Regions from separate parts of the Mus musculus genome. Here region 2 is linked to region 1. The links are chromatin contacts, called in public Micro-C maps. All regions are on one chromosome and are shown on one strand. Each heading gives the region's core, a stretch centred on a gene start, on an enhancer-like site or on the middle of the called end of the contact. The rest is flanking DNA. Distances are from core to core; before and after follow the strand shown.

What was found. Hi-C and Micro-C count contacts between places; a contact is called where the count stands out from the background.
Region 2: a contact with region 1 is called in a Micro-C map of stem cell-derived motor neurons, with 3 times the contacts expected there. The contact joins the enhancer-like site here to the promoter of Tprgl in region 1. A contact is called at or near these places in 2 of 39 promoter capture datasets (cranial neural crest and frontonasal cranial neural crest), 19 of 484 Hi-C or Micro-C datasets (the 63-12 cell line, the AML12 cell line, LSK cells and 16 more), 3 of 115 datasets of contacts at active chromatin or transcription factors (craniofacial prominence and embryonic stem cells) and 3 of 9 other capture datasets (adipose tissue, liver and pancreatic islet).

What each region holds. Positions count from the first base shown.
Region 1 is chr4:154,157,007-154,163,439 of GRCm38.p6, forward strand. Tprgl (transformation related protein 63 regulated like) reads right to left here and starts at 3,678. Exons shown (of 4, transcript NM_026388.2): 1 at 3,349-3,678; 2 at 3,079-3,255; 3 at 2,263-2,416; 4 at 479-1,559. The coding sequence starts at 3,623. The coding sequence ends at 1,365.
Region 2 is chr4:154,221,637-154,227,589 of GRCm38.p6, forward strand. It overlaps Megf6 (multiple EGF-like-domains 6), which reads left to right. Exons shown (of 37, transcript NM_001162977.1): 4 at 2,465-2,587. Among named protein-coding and RNA genes, the nearest start is that of Megf6, 54 kb to the left of the region's middle. Within about 2 kb of position 2,840, at least 39 of the 459 cell types and tissues checked have an H3K27ac peak or open chromatin away from gene starts, as enhancers often do. A contact at or near this core is called in craniofacial prominence, palatal mesenchyme and stem cell-derived motor neurons, where this site is marked.

The sequences.
Region 1 (6,433 bases), core at 2,428-4,927:
ATGGTCAGTGCCACACTCATTCGTAGGCAGGGTCAGCATTCCCTGAGGGGTTTTCTGTCAGTGGGCTTTGGAACAAGGTGGACTAATGTCAGACTGGCCAGCCCTCCTGCAGCTGGATGTACTCAGAAGTGCCCCGCACCTGTGCCTGTCCCCGTGTGAGCTGTAAATCCCACAACAGTTGGGCAGGTCTCTGGCCTTACAAGTGAATTCTGCAGAGAGGCCTGGGTCACTGCCTGGTAGAGTGGAAGAGCTCAGCCCACCCAAACCTCTCTATCTCTAGTAAGTGCCTTGAAAGCAGACAGACCAGTATGTCTGTACTGGTGACCAGGGTTCCCACCAGGACTGCACACTTGTGTATCTGAGTTTCTGTAAAGAGGACCATGCTCACAAGGGTCCTCAGTCAGCCAGACTTCAGTCCTCAAGACAGTCTTTGGCACTCCTGATTCTGTGACAATAACTTCAAAAAGGAGCAACTCCATTTGGTTTAAATGTCTTTACTAGAACAAAAGCACAGGCTGAAAACAGGTGCATCTGAGGTCACCTTTCCTCTTGGATAGGCCATGGCATTCCGGTCACATCCATGCCGGTTAACTAAAGCGAGAGGTATAGAGTGACAGGCCAGCATCTACAGTGCACTGGCAAGGCTAGAACGACAGCAGCAAGCTGTGTGTGGCTGGCGTGTCAAAGCTCAGCAGTGCTCAGTGAGCTCTAGGATGCTCGTCTGTTTATAGCATGCACTTTTAAAACCCAACTATTCAGTCCCTTTTAAACAGAGACAGGATGATAGAAACCCACCACCATGACTTCCGGAAGGGGCTAGCTTATGTTATGAGAGTAACCTTTTGGGCCTAGGAAAACTGCTGTATTAACACAACCTGGATTAATTTATAAAGTGTGATTCTAAGTCAGACACATTCACAGAAAGGCAGGTTCACCAGGAGCTGCCAGGCAGACTGTCTTTCTTAGTGACTGGCTGCTGGCTGCTACTGTATTTAGCTTTTTTAAAAAACGGGCTGAATTTTAAAATACAGCACTTGAGAGTTAATATATAGGGAGAGTTAAATATGTGCAGAAGCCGCTCACTGTACTCAGCTGTATGCAACAGTCTACACAGCACAAGTGGGTGGACATTGTGCTCGGCATGCTGGAGGGAGAACGTGGCGTTACAGAAGGAACACAGTGGTATGGGGGCAGCTGAATCTGCCTTTGTAAGATTGTGTTGCCAAGATGTCCAATATCCAACTAAATATACATAATCCACTTGACTATTCTAATCGGATACATGCCCTCCTTCCCTCCAGCCAGTGGGTGGCATGAGGTGGCACAGGGAGTCCCCACCACCTTGGTTTCCGGGACGCAGCTGTCTAGAAGCCTATCTTGCCCCTGGTCATGGAGTAGCCCAGCTTGGCTTCATTGTTGATGAAGGACATGAGCCCCACGTAGGTCTCGATGAGGAGGGGGCGCTCCAGCACCAGCACGGTATTCGCCTGCCCTGGCAGTGGGCTCTCCTTCTGGGCCTTCTTGACAGCTTGGATCAGGAGAGCCTTGAAGCTTTCCAACTTTGAAGAGAATAAACATGGAGCCTTAACCTCATGCCAAGACAGCAGTACTGGGAAACGAGGATTCTGAGTTCAAATCCTCCCAAATACCACATAGTGATGACATCACCAATGACAGGTTGGGCCCTATGAGCTGTGTCATCAGGTGGTTCATCATGTACAAACATCATGAAGGGACCTGCCTTAAGTCCAACCTAGAGAGTACCAGTCTATCTCTAAAGATGCAGTCAGGAGATTCGGCAGCCTGAGACAAGGTACTGCCAGTGCCAACAGGTGGAAAATCTTTTTTACAGACGCACATGCTCTGGAGTGCACCTCACTAAGCAGGTGATGCTGTAATTGCACACGCTGCCTGCACTGGTGTGCTGTGCACTGACTGACAGGTAGCATCACAGATGGAGGAATTCATGAGGACTATGATGTCACCAAGTGACAGGGCTTTCTCAGCCCTACTCTAACTGTGCAGAATGCTCAGCGCTCCCTCAGCACCTCTCCTGGGAACTTCCAGAGTACCTGTGTCACCAGCAGCACCTGCCAAGCCCCGCCAGTACTGTGGGCTTTTCCCATGCTCGCTCACCCACCCAGTCCAGACTGAGCATCCTGCAATGGGATGGTGACTCTGTTCTTAAACAGCACCACCTAGCTTCCTACTGTGGAACTGCACCTCCAGGGTTCACACTGACAGTGGCCTTGGCCTGCTTACATGGCACAGAGACGCTGTCTTCTCGTCCATGCCAGCCATTGGGTGTTCTATGAAGGTGGCATAGGGCATGTTTGTAGACCAGGGGTTCCATCTGTTGATGAAGGAAGGGCGGCTCTGCTTGTCCCACTGAATGCGAACCCCAAAGCCTTCTCTCCTGATGGGGGAGGGGGAGAAAGCCTTGCTTACCACAGGAATACAACATTGCATTCAGTATCAGGGATGGCTGGGGAACCTGTGACCTAGTGTAACAATGGCCTCCACTAACAGCTTCACACACTTCCAAAGCGTAACAAGTTAATGAGCCTCCTTTGCAGCCTATGAAACCGGCACACAGTCCAACCTGGCCTAATTATGGCCGTGTTTGTTCTTAATGTTACTGAATGATGCTTAAGTTAGTAGCCATTAGCTTCCTGGAGTCCCTAGTCAAATAATTCTTTTATAGCAAGCCAACCAGTCTCTGAAGGCTGTTAGGTGTTTTGCGATGTATCGAATTTTTAGTAATACTGAGCACATGCCCTGTGTCTCCCTCCTGCTGGAGTTAAAACTCCCAGACTCCCTACATAGCTTATGACAGTGGGCTCTGATTCCATGTATCTTAACGGTATTTAAATGAATGGTTTTTAGTGGGGACAGAGTGGCCGACTGTGCCAGCATCCCTTTCAAGGAGGTACTGAGCAACCCGGAAATCACCAGCCTCTACTTAAAGGTCCTTTCCACTGGTTCTTCAAGATGAGACCTTTACCTCACAAGAGAGTGGGTCAATACCACTTACAGGATCCGCTGGGGCCCTGCCGTGTAGTGCGCTGGTGCACCTACTTGTTGAGCGACTTCGGAGGAAACTGGAATTCTCCACAGGAGATGGTGTCTACCGCGCTGAGCGCCACCCTGACCACCTGCTGGCACTGAAGGCTGATGAAGTCATATTTGCAGATGAGCAGCGACTGGTCGGTGACCAGCACCAGCCGCTCCTTCTCGTTGTTCCAGTGGTCCACCCTGGAGAGGAGAGGGGCCGCCCATCACCAAGAGCCCCGCCTGCCCCCGCCCGCCCCCGCCCAGTGTCCCCGCAGTCCCCTCGCGCCGGCTTACTCGGTCAGCAGCCACACCCCCTGGATCTCGCCGTCCTCCACGGGCCGTACCACGGCGCGGATCTCCTCGACCGCCTGCTCGATGGTGCCGGGCCGGAACACGAAGTACTCCTTGACGCGGGCGCGGCGTGTAGGGTCGTGGACGTTCAGCGGCCACAACGTCTGGCGCAGCGGTGTGCCCGCCCCAGGCCGGCCCGCACCCGCGTCCTCGCCGGCCGCCAGCACCGCCGTGGGGCTCGTGCCCGCCGAGTCCACCGTGTCCCGCAGCTGCAGCATCGCGCCGCCACCGGCAGCCTCCACCGACGGCCGCCGCCCCGGCGTCCGCCCGGCCGCGCCCCGCCCTCCCTCGTTCGCCTTGTGATTGGTTGAGTCCTGCAGAGCCCGCCTTCCGGACCCGCCTCCAGCTCCGTCGACTGCGTCTCGCGATTGGCTTTCCCCTAAGCTGTCTTCTGCAATTGGGTCTAAAGTGCTGCCGTTCATGATTACGGCGGCCCCTCCTGGGCCGGAAGCTGCCGCCACGCGCGGAGCCACTTCCTGTTTACAGGAAGGGCGAGTTAAAAAAAAAAAAAATGCCGGTCGGGGGTTCCTGGCTGAGAACGGGGAAAGGGACGCCATGGACTCGCGCGGAAGGGGGCACTTGGGGGCTCGTGCGTAGGGCGTTGCCCCGACAGTGTGTCCTCGCTTGGCTCCGTGCCCTTCACCTTCGGGCTTACGGTGCACTTCGGGCGGAGGTGTGCGGCGCACTTAGGAGGTGTGCATGCCTGGGGAGTGTGAAAGTGTGGGCATGGGTGTGTGCGCGTCTGAGGATTGTGAAAGCGTGGGAATGGGTGTGTGCGCGTCTGAGGATTGTGGACACTGTGTCGGGGCACCTCAGATAGAGGCTTCTCAGGAGTGTGCTGCACTCCTTGGGCGTGGTCACCTTGGGAGTGTGGGTTTATAGGGTGTGTGCACACTGGAGATAGGAGTGTGTGCAGGTCAGAGGTGGCTGTCAGAGGGTTCTTTATATTGGGCATGATACGCACAAGTAAGCTACCATGTCACCGAAGAGTGCTGCTGGGGCGGGGGGTGGGGGGAGTTGGAAGGAAACGCCGTAGGATGCTCTTGGGCCCTGCAGCTTCTCCCTGGGACAGAAGCCATGCGAGATGTCCCTGAGTTCCTGCTCCCACGGGGGTGCCAGCAGTGTGCCTGGGTTGATGGAGCTAATGGACCGCTATGATAGTGTGGCCCAAAAGTCTTTTCTAACAGTCACCAAGACATAGGTTAGACTCATCAGTGAATGACAGCCCAAGATACAGCTCAGGCCTGTAGTCTGTCTCCTGACCGTTGTGAGGGCTCCTTAGCCTGCTGGACCTTTTACAGTGTGGCTTCGTCAGAGAATCCAGTCCAATGAGGTCTCCGGGACACTGGTGGGAGCAGCCACGATGACGTGAATTCCCACAGAGGTTCCTGAGACCGCTGTGGATGTGAAGAGTGTGCTGAAAGCTGACAGAGAAAGGGGAGATGAATAGATAAGTGCATATAAGGCAATAAGCCAGGGATGGAGAGGTGGCTCAGCAGTTAAGAACACTGGCTGCGCCGGGCGTGGTGGCGCACGCCTTTAATCCCAGCACTCGGGAGGCAGAGGCAGGCAGATTTCTGAGTTCCAGGCCAGCCTGGTCTACATAGTGAGTTCCAGGACAGCCAGGGCTACACAGAGAAACCCTGTCTCGAAAAAAACCAAAAAAAAAAAAAAAAAAAATCAAGGAGGCTTCTACCTTTAGGGCTGGTAAGATGGCTCAGTTGGTAAGAGCACCCGACTGCTCTTCCGAAGGTCCAAAGTTCAAATCCCAGCAACCACATGGTGGCTCACAACCACCCGTAATGAGATCTGATGCCCTCTTCTGGTGCATCTGAAGACAGCTACAGTGTACTTACATATAATAAATAAATAAATAAATCTTTAAAAAAAAAAACAAAAAACACTGGCTGCTCTTCCAAAGGACTGGGGTTCAATCCCCAGCACCCACATGGCAGCTCACGACTCTTAACTCCAGGATCCAATACCCTTACACAGACTTATATGCAGACAAAACACCAATGCACATAAGAATAATGTTTAATAACACAAATAAGCAAATGTCAAGTTTGTGGCATGCATGAATCCTAGGTGTGAGAGAGAAACATCATCTATTTCTGGCTCAGCCTTTCTTATACAACACAGGACTACCTTGCCCTAAGGTGGCACCACATGAAATGGGCAGAGCCCCCCCCCCCATATTACTCACCAATTAAGAAAATGTTACAGCCGGGCGTGGTGGCACACGCCTATAATCCCAGCACTCAGGAGGCAGAGGCAGGTGGATTTCTGATACTGGCACTTAGAGCCTCTCATTCAAAGGATCACGGCTAAGCAGGTGCTCTGTATCTGTCCGGAGCAGAGGGGACGAGCAGCAGGTGTCCGCTCTGAAACCTGGCTTCTACAGAAGTGTAAATCCTTTACTACCGTGAGGAGTCTCCAGTATCCACACTGTGAATAAACACCATTATATCTTACGTGAGGCTGCCAGGACAGACCACAGACTGGCTTGCTGGAAGTAACCGAAGCATGTAGTGAGGTTGCTGAGACCAGACGGCCAGAACCACAGTGTGTGTGCATGTGCGCTTGCATGTGCATGTATGTGTGTCCTTCTGATACCTGAGGGCACATGTCTTCCTTTGCCTTTCCAGCCTCCCGTGTTGTCAGCCATGCTGGATGTCCCTCAGCCTGTGGCTGCCTCTCCCCGTTGGCTGACTTTCCATAGTCATCGTCGCTTTCTCATTTGTAAGGATTCCTGACGTTGGCACAGGCCTGCCCTAACGGCCCCCTTTTGACCTGATCATGTTCACAGACTATTTTCCAAAGATGGTGAGAGTCATGGAGACTGGTTGGGACTTGCGTGTATCATTAACAGGTACATAATTCAACTGGTGTGTGTGTGGGGGGGGGGAGGGTGTTTCGGGCAGGTGCAAGCGATGAAGCATTTAGATGACCTCCACGTGTGCACACAGGTCACGGCGGGGGCAAGGAGCAAGACATGATGACTGTGACTAGGGAGTAAGGTATTGGG
Region 2 (5,953 bases), core at 1,590-4,089, 64 kb after region 1:
GGATTTTTTTTTTTAGACGGACAGCGGGTGAATATATGGTCTTGAAATGACAATCTTTAGCCCCCAAGATCAACATCAGGTGATGCCAGCCCAGACTGCAAGGGTAGCTACTTGGTGGGCTTCTATGCTACACTCTGGGTCTAGCTCCAGTGGTTTCAGCTGTGAGGGTTCTTGCTCCAGGCAACCATGTGTGTATGAATGTCACAGCCTCCCAGCTGTACTGACTTGAGAAGGTTTCAGGAAGGCTCCTTCCCAGAGCTTGGGTATCCTGCCTTTGCAGGCCGACACTCCCGGAGTGCCGTGCACACAGACAGAGCTTTAATACATGCCGGGATGAGGCAGTTTGCACATGAATGGTGGGCTGTCTCCACTGAACAGTTTACTGTGAGCTTCAAATGGAGTATGGAGGCCTTCCTTGGCCGTCCCCACCTCTGAAATGGCCAACTCGCCCTGGTTTGTGTGCAGAGAACGGTGCTCAGCCAGAGACCTGCCCGTTCTGCCCTGTTCCAGTGGTTCCAGGTTGTGGCAAAGCCCAGGAGGGAGGGCAGGGTTGTGTGTTCTGGCTTCTGCCCAGGAGCTCTTGCTGGTGTTTGGGTGTTTTGTTTTCTGTGTGGCCCTGGCTGTTCTGGAACTCACATGCTTCGTGAGTTCTGGGATTAAAGGCGACCGCTTTGCCAGGCAGTCCTGAAGCTCTTCTGTGTGGAATTTGTATAGCATTTGCTATTTCCCACAACCCCTGTGGGCCTGGGCTGGAGACAGAAACCCTGAGATGGGTGGGGATCACACCTTCTAAGGTTTACAAATCCAGATGTGGATAATCCTCCTATGTAGATGCTAACTCAGCAGGGCTCAGGCTAGCCCAGCGAGGGAGGCTAGCTACTCTGAGGGGTGCTCAGGATGGGGGAGGAGCTAGCAGCTGCTATGGTGATAGGGCAGCAAGTGTCTATCCTGGGTACCGGGCACTGTGACAAGGCTTCTCCCATAGACATGGGGAACTGTAGAGGGCATTCTTACTGTTGCCCACTTGGCCGACATATGGTTTTGTGAGGTTCCCTAACCTGGATCCATACAATACTATAAGAGAACCTTCTTTGTCTGTGACCCTGATCCTCAAGTCCCCACCCCCTTTCCATTCCAGTTTCCCATACAGTGGTCTGAATGACAGGACCTGAGCTGTGTTGTGTCTCGTACCCTGGCCCGCCAGCCTGGCTTTTGTGCTGTCTCCTCAGGCCAGCAGACAGGGGACCCTAGGCACCCCAGCCATGACCTCTGCTGAGACTCTGTAACTCCCCAGGAATTCCTAGGAAATTCCCACCGTTGGCTTTGCAGGGCTAGACTGGTGGCTGAGCTCCAAGAATCAGGAGGCAGCCGGCCAGTGTCCTTTGGCCACCACGGTCCTCATGCAACTGCCCGTATCTCTGAGGCCCTTAGCTTAGCTGTGAGAGGTTCTTCTAGGAACCCTTCTGACAAGCTGTGAGAGATATTGGGACCACCAGGAGAGCTTTAAGCCATCTCAGACCTGAGAGTGCCCACACCTGGTTCTGCCAACTTCCTGTGTATAGCGTAAGCATTTGGCTTCTTTCCTAACAACAGCACATGTCAGGTGGAATAAAGGCTTATCTATGTGCACCTGTGACATGTTGGGATTCCCCTTGCCCTGAGCCTGCCTCGAGGTTGGCTGTGTTTGGGGACACTGGAGGGTTAGCCTCCCCGGAGCCTCCCTGGACTCAGATGAAGCGGTATGACCAGGTGGGTGGACAGAGGCAAAAATACTGACTCAACACATGATGAGTCTACATATTTGTAAGGCCCCTGCAGTCTCAGGCTGGCCAGATTGGGTGGTGTTTAAGCACTGTTTCTCCTGTAAGGCTGAGCCCAGGTAGGAGTCCTCCATCTCAGCCGTATACCTACTCAGAGCGGCCATCTGTGCTCTGTACCCGTAAGAGCTGATCAGAGGAAAAGGAGCTGTGAGCTCAGGCCATGGCAGTCAGGGTCCGGTAGCTCTGCTGTATGCTCACTGCCTTCCCTAACCTGACGCAGCTCCACCTCATTACAAGAGCATAAAAGGCAACCAGAGCTGTCATGGTGTGGCCAGGGTATTGGGTCCATTGTCAGGGTCCTGTGGGATCCTAGCTTCGGAGCAAAGGGAGGCTGTTTTCTTTGGAAAACCTAATGCTGCACAGGTGATCTTCCCGGAGCCTACAGGATGCTCCGGGGCCAACACCGCTGGTTGTAGCTGCTCTTACAGGTCGATTCCCTTCGATGAGCTGCTCAGATACTGTCCTGGAGACCTGCTGCACTGGATGCTAAGAGAGCGGCTTCCCTGGGTGCTTGGGTGGAGGAATGGGGCCTGAGTCTGTTCATTTCCCTCCACGGGGCCTGTCATGTTGTCTGACGCCCCTCCCCATCCTTCGGGGACACCGTGTTTCCTTGGCCAAGTGCTCATCTGCGTTTCTTCCCACAGATGTGGATGAATGTGCCAATGCCAACGGGGGCTGTGAGGGCCCGTGCTGCAACACCGTGGGTGGCTTTTACTGTCGCTGCCCACCCGGCTACCAGCTGCAGGGTGATGGCAAAACGTGCCAAGGTAGGACCTGTCTGGTACTCTGCCCCGGGGAAGGGCAGAGACAGAGAGTGGGTGGTGGGAGCAGGGGTAAGCTCAAGCTAGAACTAGGAGCTAAGACCCTCTGGGGGAAGGGCCCACATCCCTGTGACACTGATAGGAACCTCGCCTGTCAAAGACTGTGAGAGGCCTGGGGCTGAGAGCAGCTTGCCAGCTCTGAACAGCCCCTGTGACTCCACCCCAGCATTGCTGGCAGGCCGACAGCAAAATCAAGACCAGACAGAAGTAGATCCTGGAGAGACTCGGGGAACTGAGGAGAGGGGGATGAGGAGGCCCTGCTGTCCCCAGCCTCTCAGTCTCCCCTCCCCTTTTCTGCATTCTCTGGCTGCCCTCACATCTGAGCCCAGGGCTGGTTTGAACAGCTGAGTCCCTTGGAGCGTTTGGGGCCATCAGTGTCCAGGGTCCTGGGCCTGGGTCAAGAGGCTGTCTCTGCTCTCTGTATCAGATGGTCACTGTCTGAGTCTTAGAATGACCTCAGTTAAATGTCACACCATCTCCAGCTATTCAGCTGCCCATCTGTGAACCATCTGCCTACAAGTTGGGGTCTGGAGAGGCATTGAGGCGGGGGTGTCTGCTCTGCATGAGACATTCTAGAAGAGTGGGTTCCCTGTAACCAGCAGGAGCTTGGAGGTGGGGAATGTGGCTGTAACACTAGGGTCATGCCCCAGCTGTGGGGCAGCAGGAGGCCTGTTCCTCCACGTGTCTAGCCTAAAGGGAGGTAGGGCAGATAAGTGTTTAATGATTATTGTGTCTGTGTTTCTGCGCCTGTGCAGCCGGTTCCTGCAGACGCCCTCAGAGCCCACCCCTCTGCTTGCGGGTCGTCTTGCCAGCAGACTTGGGTTTCGGCTTGACCGAGCATTAAAGATGGCTCATGATTTTAACTGGCTTAGTGAGTCAGCTCTGGGGAACAGCTTGCACCCCTCTTCTTGTATCTGTGAGAAGGCTGTGCATACTGAGTGCTCAGGACCTTTGTGGGCTAGAGTCTCTCACTGTGTCCCCACGTCACAGAACCCAGATAGCCTCCCTCAGCACCATACGCCTGAGGCATCTCCCTCTGAAAGGAGGGAGTGATGCTTAAGCTGGTTTAAGGAGCAGATGAAAGACTTGATACAGCCTGGCCCTGGGTTGCTTCCTGTGAGCCAGTTCATCTAACCAAGTGCTGGTTATTTCCCGCCCCGAGTGCCACCTGCCCTTTGGCTTCTTCCTCATCCAAGGTGGAATCAGGCTCCCCAGCCCCATGGCTTCCTGGGTGGGGCTAGTCTGAGGTAGCTGTCTAATGTTCCCAGAGCCTCGCCATATCTGAACTTTGGGAGCCTGGAAATCCCCCATTCTTCAGTGGCATACGGAAAACCACGCCAAGGGCTCTCCTGGGCACTGCAGATTCCCAGCATCCCTCTGGTTGCTGGCTGGATCCGCCAACCACTTGTGTGCCTGTCTGACAGCAGTTACCCAAGGGAAGATACCCAGAGAACCTGCTGCCTCTGGGGCCAAGCAGTGAGGTTCCGTGCCTAGGGTATCTCCTGAGCCTGCAGGGAAGGCTCACCATAGCCATGAAATCATCTCAGAAGTCCCTCACGTGGGCATTAGGTTGTGGGTCAAAACATTCAGCGTCAGGATGCCACAGTGCTTAGAGTAGGCTTGCTATCCAGGGGCCTCTCTATCTAGTATTCCCAACTCTGCTCATTTGCTTTGGGGTGATTCAGTGGGTCAGAACCTGGCTCTGCTAACCTCATATTTCTTATAGCTCAGAAGAGTGGATTGGAAGCTCTGTATAGTGGGGTTCTAGATAGATATTGTTAAGGCATGGGAAAGGGTGACCCCTAAAGATCTACGGAGTTCCAGAGGAAGTCTTGCTGTCTTCCCAGCCCTGTCTGGGAGAGGAATGCTCTCGGGTGTGCGTTAGAGAGTGTGTCCCATCAGCTTTCTCCCAGAAGTCGGAGTTTGTAGCATGTGCTCTGGACCTGGTGTGCTGTGTTGATGCCCATTCCAAGTGAGACATAGACTTATGGGAGCTGGGCACAGTGCTAGCTTCCACTCAGGCGCCCCAGGCATGAGGTAGACAGAAGGTAGGAAAGGCCAATGACCTAAGGCCTAAGCTGTCTGTCCATCCACCCACGGGGGATGCTGAACTTGGCCTTTTTTTGTGCTAGCCAAGCTCTCTACCACTAAGCCTTACCCACAGCTACCTTTGAGACAGGGTCTGACTGAATTTTCCAGGCTCCTCTTGACCTCGATCTGTGGCCCAGGCAGGCCTTGAACTTGGGATCTTCCTGCCTCAGCCCTCCTAAGAAGCTGGAATTGCAGCCTGGGGCACTAGGTCTGCTTCTGTGTTACTGTACGAGGCATTGGAGTCTCCGTTTGGGGTCCCTAAGGGTAGACCAGGTCTTTGTAATCTGACAGAGGTGGGTAGAGGCAGGGGCATGGCCAGAGAACCAAGTCTTAGGCGGAGGCAGAATGGTGTCTCAGACATGGATGGTCCTCAAACCTTGCGTTCTGGCGGCCGCATCTGCCTTCTCTCCTCTTCCTGCCTCTTCCCTGCCCCCCCAACCCCCACCAGGGTTCATGCCCCAGCTCTGCGAGTTTGAGATGATTGGAGGTCTAAGTCACCTCATGGCCAAGGGGCTGCTGAGAGCCAGGAGCCTGCTGAGCTCTGTGTCCCCTGCCAGTCCAGCCTCCTCTGGCAGACGTGAGGCAGTACAGTTCTCGGGTGCAGGCTGCCTGCGCGTGTGAGCACGGACAGTAGGAAATGAGGATGTCCCAGAAGGGGAGGCCTGCCTTGCTTGCTTGTGCAGGGAGGTGTGTGCAGAGGGGACGGCAGGGTGAGCCCAGAAACCACCAAGAGTGATGAATTGTCGCCGTGAAACAGGACTGGCAAGGGAGCCTGGCTGGAGGTGTCTTGGCCCCAACCCTGAGAGCTGGTTCAGGCTGATATATGTCATGTTCTGGGAGGCTCTGCTGGAGCCGGGGCCAAATCCACTCAGCTGGACTGGGTGGCCATAGTGACACTAGCCACTGCCACTGCCTCTGCGTTGCTGGGTGGGATCTGGTCTCTGTCTTGAACTAGTTCTTCTGAACAGGTGAGCCTCGGCCTGTGTGTGGCAGACCTATCAGGCTTTTCAATATTTATTTTGTTTGGTGTGTGTGTGTGTCCGTCTGTCCGTCCGTCCTGTAGTGGTGTTTGTAGATGCTTCTTCACTTTCTTTTTGACACACGGTTCCTCATTGGTCTGGAATTCACCATGTCGGCCAGCAGCCAGTGAGCCCCAGGAGTCTCCTCATCTCCCCCTTCTCAGATCTGGGACTAGATGTGGAGGTCACCCTGCTTGGCCTT